2 separate regions of the Mus musculus genome follow, and region 2 is linked to region 1. A link is a contact called in public HiChIP or PLAC-seq data. All regions are on one chromosome and are shown on one strand. Each heading gives the region's core, a stretch centred on a gene start, on an enhancer-like site or on the middle of the called end of the contact. The rest is flanking DNA. Distances are from core to core; before and after follow the strand shown. Region 1 holds the start of Osbpl2 (oxysterol binding protein-like 2). Region 2 holds the start of Ogfr (opioid growth factor receptor).

Region 1 (5,139 bases), core at 822-3,321:
ACATGGGGGAACTGGAAGGGACATGGACATAATGAAACACTTTGGGGGCATTTTGACTATCACTATCTGCACTGTCATGGCCGGGCGCAGAGCCAACTCTTCCTCTTTCTACACCCTACTAGTCCATCCTAGAGGACATTGCCACTCGGCGAAGATGGAGAGAGCCCCTCCCCTACTGACAGGGATGCTGAGCCACCCAGCCCTGCACCTGAGGCTGCTGAAAGGTGGCAGCAGCTCCTAAAGGGGGCAGAGAGCCAGGAGCAGTGTTAGGTACCTGTCAGCTCACCTTTTACCTAGAGGTAAAAGCGGAAGTGAGGAACTCAAGGCTCTCCTCAGCCACAGCTGGAAGACAGGTGGTTGGAATGCCACCCCGGCCCCAGGGTCAGCCCATCTACTACACAGCTTGAGTAGGGATGCCCAGCCCAACCTGGGTGGTTATTCTGCCCAGATGGCAGGGCCCTGTAGCTCAAAGTCCAAAAACAGGTTAGGTAAGCTGTGTCCCTCTGAGGCTTGTCTCTTGGAGAGGGGCTGATCTTGGAGATTTAGGTAAGGGTGTGGGTGGTGGTGGGTTTCTGAGCTAGTCTTGGCCAGGCCCCCAGAAAAACTGCAGAACCTGGTCAGTCTGACTATCTCCGTGGCAACCGGCTAGCTGTCCTTGTCCTGGCTGGGGGGCCAGCTGCCGCACCCTTCCATCAGCCCTCAGCGGGCTGGAGTTGCTTTCTTCAGAGGTAACCATGGCAACGCCTTTGTTTCGGAAGCCTGGCCCGCCTCCCTCTGTCTCTCTCTTTAGGAGCTGAGCGTGCAGGGGGCTCTTTTCCAGTCCCAGCACGTCTCTCCTGCGCCAGTGAGAAGGGGCCACCAGAAAGCCAGGCTGTCCCTGGGGTGGGAGCTAGAGAGGCAGACAGGGTCTGCTGGGCCACTCCGTGTTTGCAGAGGACTTGAGTATCTGCAGAGTGGGCCACAGAGGCGGGGGGGGGGGGGGACGGGACACGACACGGACCTGTGTGTGAGTGTGAGCACCACCTTACTGGAGGAAGAAGTGTGGCCTTGGAGAAGAATCCTTCATTATGTGCTGAAGAAGGTTCATGGGGGGCATTTAGAACCCCTTTGCTAAAGCCTCAGACTGGCTTAGCAAAAAACCCAAGTAATTACTCAAGTAACTGGAAAGCCTTGGACTGATGTCAGGTGCAGCTGGCCCTGGATGACCTGGGGGACTTGGTTCCTCCTTGGTTTCCTGCTTTCAAACGACCTATAGCGGCCCTCACCTCACTTGCTTCTGGGTAGGTTTGTGAAAGACAAGAGACATCTAACTTGCTTCCCTCAGGTTTGACACTGAGCTGAACCTCCTGGCTAGGATCGGACCACAAGTCCCATACCTTTGCAATTCCTGTGCCCTGCAAAGTCCTATGCAAGTCAGTAGCCATCTTGATTCATGTCACTTCACCTTTCTCAAACCAGACCCCACATTCCAATGTGATGAGGAGGCTGGGGAACCCTGGCTACAGAGAAAACTGAGTGTTCAGAGAGGTCAGATAGCTTTTCTGAGGCCAAACAGGCTGCAGGCGTGTCCCCAGAGATTCTGAGTTTAACCAGGAGCCACTGCAGACCACAGGGCGCCTAAGGGTGTTAAACAGGATGAACCGGCCAGGGAGGCCACTGGAGGGGTAAACTGGCCCCAGGGTATGTTAAGTCACGATTGGCGCGCAAAGGCCGGCGGCCACATTTGCCATTTGTTCATACCCCAGCAACCGTGAGAAGCGTCTGCGGGGTCGGGAGCCAAAGGGTGGGTCTAGCCCAGCGCCAGCCTGGGATCGTTCACGCCCAGCCACCTGACTCACTGTTTGTAAACTAGCCTCTCCCAAGGTCACTCCCCTTCCTCCTGCCTCCCCTTCCTTCTAGCTCCAGTATCTGCATAAACCCACCTTCTCCAAGGGGTGATTGGCTGGGCGCGCCGCCACTCCCCCGTGTGAGCCGGATTATGATAGGGCCGAGGGAGAAGCTGTCCGGAGAACGTGATCGGCATGGTTCCGCCCCCGGCGCGGCCTGCGGGCCGAGCGTTGATTGGCCAGGCGGCGGCTGACGGACGGCGCGGGGCGCGGCGAGCGGCGAGCAGCACGGCGGGCTGTAGGTCGGAGAGGCGCGGGCCGCACTTCCGCTTGGGTGTCAGAGGGTTGCCGGCTGCGGTCGGGGGCGGGGCGGCCGTGGGGTCGGCGACTCCGCGGGGACCGCGTTCGGGTGAGTGGGCTGCAGCGGGGCGGGCGCGCGGGGACGGGTCTCGGGGAGGCCCATTTGCCACCTAGGCCGCGGCTGGGCTCGGGCTGGAGAGTCGCGGCGCTAGGCCGCCGGGAGTGTGGACGACCGCGGGAGGGACGGGGCCCCGTGGGGCTCCAGCGAGGTCCGCGGTCGCACGCGAGGGACTCCGGCGTTCTCCCTTTGCTGGGCGAGCCGCGCATCCCCTCGGGGCGCGCGGGGAACTTGGTGCCCGCGTGGCCTCAGGTCCGAGGGCCTATGTCTCCACAGCAGAGTCGGAGCGCGCCTTCAGACCTGCACCAGCGAGGCAGCCAGGGCTGTCCGCGCTGAGTGCGGTTGGTGGGCCCCGCGTGGAGGCGGAGGCACCGGCGGCGGCGCTCTGTCCCCCTTGCTCCTCCGAGACGCTGCGGCCGAGTGGGGCGCCTCAGTCTTGAGAGTTGGACAAGCTTTTGAGTTATGTTCTTGTGGGTCGGCCTTTGCACATCTGGATCAGTGGTTCTGTGGGGCTCTGCACACACTCGGAGGAGGCCTTCGTGTAGGCTAGGCTCCATATTGTCAGAGATGTTGATGGGACAGCTCCTGAGTGGGAGCCTCAGGGATGGGGAACTGCTGACCCTTTCTGCAGAGAGCCTGGACCCTGCTAACTGTCACCTGTCATCTCTCCCACCTTCACTTCTTGCTTGTGGCATGTGACATCTGGTGTACCAGTAAGAGATACATATGGGTCAGTCGTCTGCAGTGGGCTCTGACAAGCAACAGGTGCTCCAAAGTGTTAGTTCACTGATGTGAGTAAGGAAACAGGAACATTTGAGTGGACACATTGTCCGTCGCCTCCCATTGCCTCTGATGGTGCCAACTAAAGGGTGACAATGAGGAAATGGGTGGCTGCATGTCCTCCATAGAATCTACCTTCCTGTTTGCCCCAGGTACTGTCTGGTAATAACAACTCTTATCTCAGGGGACGCTAATTTTGAGCAATTATTTGCTCTAGATCATTAGAAGCATGAGTCTTACAGCAGTCACTAACATTACCTTTATTCCCAAGGAAAAGAGAGCTCAAGTAGCTTACTTCAGAGCACCTAGTAGCAAATTAAGTAACAAAGGTACCGAAACCCAGACTTCCTTTTTCTCTCTCTCTTTTTTTTTTTTTTTTTTTTTTTGTTGTTGGTAAGGATGAGCATGGCCTTATGCCCGTTGAGATAAGAAAGCAGCCTCTTTATCCCCAGCTTTACTTTTTGATATTGTAATATAATTACATCATTTCCTCCAATCCCCTAGTAGTTCCTCTGCTCTCTTCTGTGGCCTCTACTTTTTGGATTATTGTTACATATGTATATGTGTGTATGTATTATGTATCCTTAAATGCATGAGTTGTACCTGCTCAGTTTGTGTAATGTTACTTGTACTTATATGCTTCCAGGGCTGATCATTTAGTATTGGATACCAGTTTGTGTGTTCTTTACACTCATTTTGTTACTTTTGAGGAGGATCTGATGTAACTGGGTAGGCTCAAATGTAATTGAGCATGACCTTGAATTTCTGGTCCTCCGTGTTCTGGATTACAGGTATGCATCATAGCCCTGGTGAGTTCATATTCTTTTTGTTGTTTTGTTTTTGAGACAGGGTTCCACTGTGTAACACTGGCTGGCCTGAAACTTGATTTTGTAGATCATACTGACCTCCAACTCAACGATCTGCCTGCCTCTGCCTTCTACTTGGTGGACATTTGAGGCCAGCCTGGTCTACATAATGAGTTCCAGGATAGCCAGGGCTACATAGAGCAACCCTGACTTGAAAAGCAAAAAACAAACAAAAAAATGCTAAGTGAAAAAAATTTTTTTCTGCTTTGACACAGGACCTTACTCTGTAGTCCAAACTGTCTAGACCCACCCCCAGTCCATCTACTTCAGCTGGGATTATAAAAACCTTATATGAAAGTTAGGCTGGGTGTGGTGGAACACACCTTTAACACTCAAGAGGCAGAACCAGGTGTATCTCTACAAGTTTAAGATCTGTCTAGTCTACATAGTGAATTCCAGAACAGTCAGGGCTATGTGGACAGACCCTGTCTCAAAAATACCCTCTCCCTAAAACATACTACATAGATATATGTATATATATATGTGTGTGTGTGTGTGTGTGTGTGTATATATGTATATGCACACACACATACACACACATAGGGAAGGGAGAAAAAAGAAAGTTAGTATGGAGTTCTGTTTAAGAATGTGTGTTAAGAATTTAACGATGCATAGTGACATATGCCCTTTAATCCCAGCATTCAAACAACAGATTGCCCTCTCACAAAAAGGATGGAAACTCACAGGCAAGATACATAGCTCACTGGGGAGAGGCATTTTCTGCCAAGCCTGATAACTTAAGGTGGATCCTGGGTACCTGTAAGGTAGAAATCCTGAACTATCTCCCAGGTTGTCCCCTGACCTCAACATGGACACTATGACTTGTGTACATACACATATGTATACACCCATGCACATACACACATGCACATACACACATACACAAAATAAAAAAAAATAAATTCTGGTTTCTTTTTGAGACAGGGTTTCTTTGTGTAGCCATGGCTATCCTGGAACTAGCTGTGTAGTCTAGGCTAGCTTCAAACTCACAGAGATTGCCTGCCTTTGTCTCCCAAGTGCTGGAATTAAAGGCCTATGCTACCACTACCCAGCTAAAATAAAATTCTCAAGTATAAGTTTAATAGGAATCTATAATAAAGGACTGGAGATATGGCTCAGCAGTTAAGAGCACTGATTGTTCTTCCAGAGGTCCTGAGTTCAATTCCCAGCAACCACATGATGACTTACAACCATCTATCTGTAATGGGATCTGATGTCCTCTTCTGTTGAAGAGTGTCTTCTAGTGTCT
Region 2 (5,153 bases), core at 2,176-4,675, 470 kb after region 1:
AACTTAGTTGGTATTTCACTATTTAATTTTTAAGAAGCCTATTTTACTAGTGTTTTGTATGAAGAAAAATACTGCAGAAGTTAAACCTGTGATGTGTTTTTTTGAGCTGTTTTGTTTTAAGGTAACTACTGAAATAAGTCTGGCTGTTTTTATATGCCAGATACAGAGAATTTTTAGCGGTTATTTTTGTAATTTTAGTAACTTGGAAAAGACCAAAAAAGGGAGTGGAACAAAGGAACCGCCATTAGACTGAAAAAACAATGGCCTGATGGTTGAAGTACATTTTCATTTGCAGAATATTAAAGCACTAAAAAAAAAAAAAACCTATCTTGGAAGTTGTATGATTTGCTACTAAAATAAGTTGGTTTTTAAATTTTTCCTACAGAGGGAAGGTTCCCCACTCCAGGATTCATAACCGTAGAGTGCACTCAAGATGACTTCTTGGCATCACTGGATGCAGTGATGAAGGTTATGAGCCTTCATCAGTGACTTGCAGGACACCCACCTCTAACCCCCAAACCCAACCCCTGCTACCTGGCTGCTGCCTGTTGTCCTTCCATAGCCAAGTCCAGCTGTTGGGTGGGATGGGCACAGTGTCCTCTCCAGACCATCTTGACTACTGCCTGCGACTGAAATCCCTGCTGCCATATGCAGGGCCCCAGGCAATGAGAACTAAGCTGGCCCACACCAGCCACTCACTTCTAGTCAGGGCAGTTGGGTTACCATAAGTGTACCACTAGACCCAGCTTCCTGGCATAGAGCATCCTGAGTTGACACAGGAGAGCTGACCTAGTCTAGCCTGTCGTTTTCTAGGAATGACCAGCAGTGGGGGGGTCTCTGGGTCTCTCTCCCTAGAGCCTGGACAAGGTCCTAATTGAACAGTTCCCTGCAGCCTACTGGGATTGGGCAGAATGTAAAGGCCTGCAGCCCTGAGATCAAGTGCAGCACTGTAGACTATGGTCAGACCTAGACCAGTGCTCGTGTGTTCAGTGCAAGAGACGGAAAGCAGTGTTACAGTTTGTTTTGGGAAATGCTTGGGGCTACTCCACCCTGTCCCTACCCAGTGTCCACTCCTAGAGGCTTGTTCTGTGGAAGAAGCCTAGCTGTTGAATCCAGCGCTAGCAGGAGAAATGGGGAGCAGATGGCGATGACCCTGTCGAGCAGTATGTGACGATCAGGATGGCAGCCCTCTCTGGTCAGGCTCACTCTTCTAAACCCGTCTGAAAGAACAATCTAGGGGCATGAAAGCATGCAGGTGGGCCTGGTCAAGGCATTTGCCTTGAGTCTATTATTTTCCATTTGATCCCCAACAGCCCAGTGTCCCAATCTAAACTCAAACCTGCTGCCTTCCTGAGTTGTTCTGACCTTGTGGCTCACAGGCATGTCCCTATGTCCCTATGAGAGATGTCACTGACAGCTGGGTCTATGTATACTGCACTTAGCTCCAGGCAGCATGGCATACTGCCTCTTGCAAATATTACTGTCAGTCCACGGCACATCCATCTTTCAGCTTCCTAGGACAGTTGTGGGAGAGGGGGTGTCTACCCAAGGCACAACTCTGAGTTGTCCCAAGCACCCACTAACACCCCATGCACGGTTTCCCTATCTAATGGCATTTTAACCAGGTCCCAGCCTGAGCATGGTTGGTGTCGGAAGCAGAGGGGATGAGATCAGAGGCAGCCACAGAGTTTACATTTTTTTTTTAATTTAACAAGCATATATATTTGTATGGGTGCACATGTGGAGATCAGAGACAACGTTCATAAGTCAGTTCTTGCTTTATACTGTCTGGGTCCCAGGGACTGAGGGAGTCTCCACAGTGGCCCATCAGTCTTTGCTTTATACTGTCTGGGTCCCAGGCTGAGGGAGTCTCCACAGTGGCCCATCAGTCTTTGCTTTATACTGTCTGGGTCCCAGGGACTGAGGGAGTCTCCACAGTGGCCCATCAGTCTTTGCTTTATACTGTCTGGGTCCCAGGGACTGAGGGAGTCTCCACAGTGGCCCATCAGTCTTTGCTTTATACTGTCTGGGTCCCAGGGACTGAGGGAGTCTCCACAGTGGCCCATCAGTCTTTGCTTTATACTGTCTGGGTCCCAGGCTGAGGGAGTCTCCACAGTGGCCCACCAGTCTGATTTTGGTGGTTTCTGAGGTTCCAACTCAAGGAACTATGGAACTTTAACATACTGTAGTCTCTGTTACATACTGCATTGTTATAGTTATTGTTATACTCTATAAATATATAGAGACAATATGTTTTCACCTTGAGATTCCCAGAATGTTACAGGTTCGAATTTAGTAAAGAAGGCCACACTTGAAGGTCATAAACATATACATATAAGCCTGATTAACATTATTTGGAATATGGCTATATAAAAGGATTATTTTCTCTATGTAGGCAGTCTTAAAGCAAATTTTGTCAACTATCCTAGAATTGAGAACTCTCAACTGGTGAGAAACTTCAACCATGGTGGACTTAGGGTCCTTTACCCTGCTGCCCACCCATGTCTCCCTTACCTTCCATTGCTTTCTTGCTTCAAACAGTATGTTACATAACAAGGTCGAGCTCATGGCCACAGTCGGCAGTAGAGGCCACCTAACATCCAAAGGCTACCTAGCCACATGAGCCCAGGAAATCTGCAGTGGGCAGGAGTGGGACTGAACTCACAAAGCAGAGGGAGTGTGGAACTGGCTCAATTGGGAAAAAACAAAAACAAAAACAAAAACAAAAACAAAAGCCTTGATAACAGGAGAACCTGCGTTTGATTACCACCTAGAAGCTGCGCTTGGTGGTGTGTAACTGTAATTACGGTGCTGGGGAGGCAGAGACAGTAGTGTCCCAGGGATTTGCTGCTTAGCAACCTCAAGTAACCTATGCACTCCAGGTACCTAACCCTAACCCTAACCCTAACCCTGAATGAAAGTGTGAACAAGCTACTCAGGAAATACTCAATACCGACCTCTGGTGTCCTTGGGCAGCCAAACACACACAGATACACACACACACACACACACACACACACACACACACACACACACACACATACAAAGTGAGCTATACAGAGGGCAGCCAGGAAGATCTGCAGTTAGACAGGTCGACAAAGATTAGGAACCTGCACCCAGACGGCTGGCAGGAAGAGGCACTTCCCGTAGGACTGAAGAGAAACCTTCCTAGCATCCCTCTCTGGATAGTCTGCAGGGAAGTGAAATCTCAAGGGGGCGGACCTGGGGCTGAGTCCAAAGTGGTGCGTCTTCCCGGAGGGGATAGAGGCAGGAATCCCGGTGCACGCGCCTCCAGGGTTGTCCTTCTGGGCGGGGGGCGGGGGGCACTGCCTTCTCCAGGACACCGCTTCCCGCCTAGCTCCGAGCGTAGCAGCCCCTGCTGGGGGACTCCGCGCAAGGGCGGAAACTGAGCGGTGGGCGGGACCTGGCGCCGCCCCGCCCCCGCGCTTCCTCCTCTTTCACTTTCCTTTCCGCGGAAAGCGGGTCCAGCCTGTCGAGTATGGACGACCCGGAATGCGATTCCACCTGGGAGGACGAGAGCGAGGAGGACGGCGAGGATGGCCAGGCGGATGATACGACCGATGAGGACACGGGCGACGATGACGGCGACGCGGAGGAGGCACGGCCAAGCCTGTTCCAGGTGCGGTGCGGGAGGACCGGAGGGCGACAGGACAACGCCAGGCCGTGATCGCCGGGCCCAGGCCGCTGTCCCCTAGGGGGACGCCGGGCCCAGGCCTTGGCGGACCGAGCGCTGGTGACGTCAAGGAAGCGACTGATGGGGGTCGTCCGTGGGTGACGTCAGAGCGCGCCCCAGGGCCTCATCCTGCGTGGGTGGCCTTTCCTCAGGTTGCCCTCCCTCCACCCCACACTCAGCCCCTACCCCACTTCAGACAGCCTCCACTGGCTCAGAAGTGACCCCGGCCTAGGACGCCGGGAGCAGGGGTCTGTCTATCTGCCCTTAGCTCTGGTAACTTTTGTTGCCACCCGGAGCATGTTCCGTTATACTTTTGTATCAAGCCGCATGTAAACCTCAGTGGCGTTCTGTAAGACGCACTGGCCTGCTTATAGCTGTGATTCCGGGTGTGATGGAGAACCTAGAAAAACGAGAGTGAGGATTATGACCCCAAAATCCATTCTCCCCATCGCTTCGATCTCTAGTTGTCTGCTCTGTATGGGAAAGCAGCCCCGAATCTGGAGAAGCTCTCAGGCAGGCCAGAGCTAGCCTCTGCCTGACCACATTGGGATGAAGCTGAGGCTGGGTAGTCAGGTTTGTAGTGCAGGCTCAGGCCCCTCCTGTGGGTGGTAAGGCCTCCCAAAAGCTCTGATAGAACTGCTGTTTCTCCACAAAAGGTCTTAGATCCTACCTGAAACAGTAGTCACTTAAGAGCCTATCCCAGGCCTGGTGGCACAGTGTCTTTGTCACACTGGGCCAGGGAGAAGCAGGGGTTTACAAAGATGAGGCTTCATTCACCCATCCATCAGACCCATCCAGAGGCATCTAGGTTTTTTTCTTGAGGCTGTGGCTGGCAAAGTAGCTCCCCTTGGGGATACAGCCCAGTGACTATTCACAGAATCATAGGACGAGAAATACTACAGTACTCAGAGACTAGGGTTGGAGTGGGGGCACATAAAGATCTTGGACCAAAATGAGGTTGACCAGCAGACCAAGGAGGAGATGCAGCTGGGACTTAAAGACAGAAGAGCATTAGCCACACACCTGGGCAGCTTGCAGGCTAGATTAGGCCAAGGCTCCCTACAGAGGAAAATTGAGTACTGAGAGGTGCAGAGGTGGTTGTTGAGGCTATTCTAGTGCCACTGTTTGTGTTCAAAATGAAGGATGTTCTTCTAGGGTCCAGATCTGTCTTCTCAGAACCCTGGGTGGGGACCAGAAGAAAAAACAGAAGCACCCATTCCTCTTACATAGAGCTCAGTGATGGTTGGCCCAAACCGTGCTGCCTTCATCCTGGACACTTTCCAGTACCTCATCCTTGTATTTTCTCCCCAGTCTAGGATGACAAGGTACCGAAACTGGCGTGCTATGCAGGACATGCAAAGATACCGGCACAACTACCCGGTAGGTACATGTGGCTCCTACCGAAAGTCACAGCCCTCTCCCCAAATAGAACATCCCCTGGTCTGCTGAAAAACCAGCT

What was found. HiChIP or PLAC-seq counts read pairs in DNA pulled down with a chosen protein or histone mark.
Region 2: an H3K27ac HiChIP or PLAC-seq map of microglia shows a contact between it and region 1, with 6 times the contacts expected there. The contact joins the promoter of Ogfr here to the promoter of Osbpl2 in region 1. A contact is called at or near these places in 4 of 39 promoter capture datasets (erythroid cells, liver, neural stem cells and 1 more), 7 of 484 Hi-C or Micro-C datasets (CD4 T cells, CD8 T cells, the G1E-ER4 cell line and 4 more), 2 of 115 datasets of contacts at active chromatin or transcription factors (memory CD8 T cells and microglia) and 2 of 9 other capture datasets (adipose tissue and liver).

Annotation. Positions count from the first base shown.
Region 1 is chr2:180,117,235-180,122,373 of GRCm38.p6, forward strand. Osbpl2 (oxysterol binding protein-like 2) reads left to right here and starts at 2,072. Exons shown (of 14, transcript NM_144500.4): 1 at 2,072-2,235.
Region 2 is chr2:180,585,982-180,591,134 of GRCm38.p6, forward strand. Ogfr (opioid growth factor receptor) reads left to right here and starts at 3,426. Exons shown (of 7, transcript NM_031373.3): 1 at 3,426-3,640; 2 at 5,006-5,074. The coding sequence starts at 3,500. It overlaps Mrgbp (MRG/MORF4L binding protein), which reads left to right. Exons shown (of 6, transcript NM_028479.2): 6 at 1-323.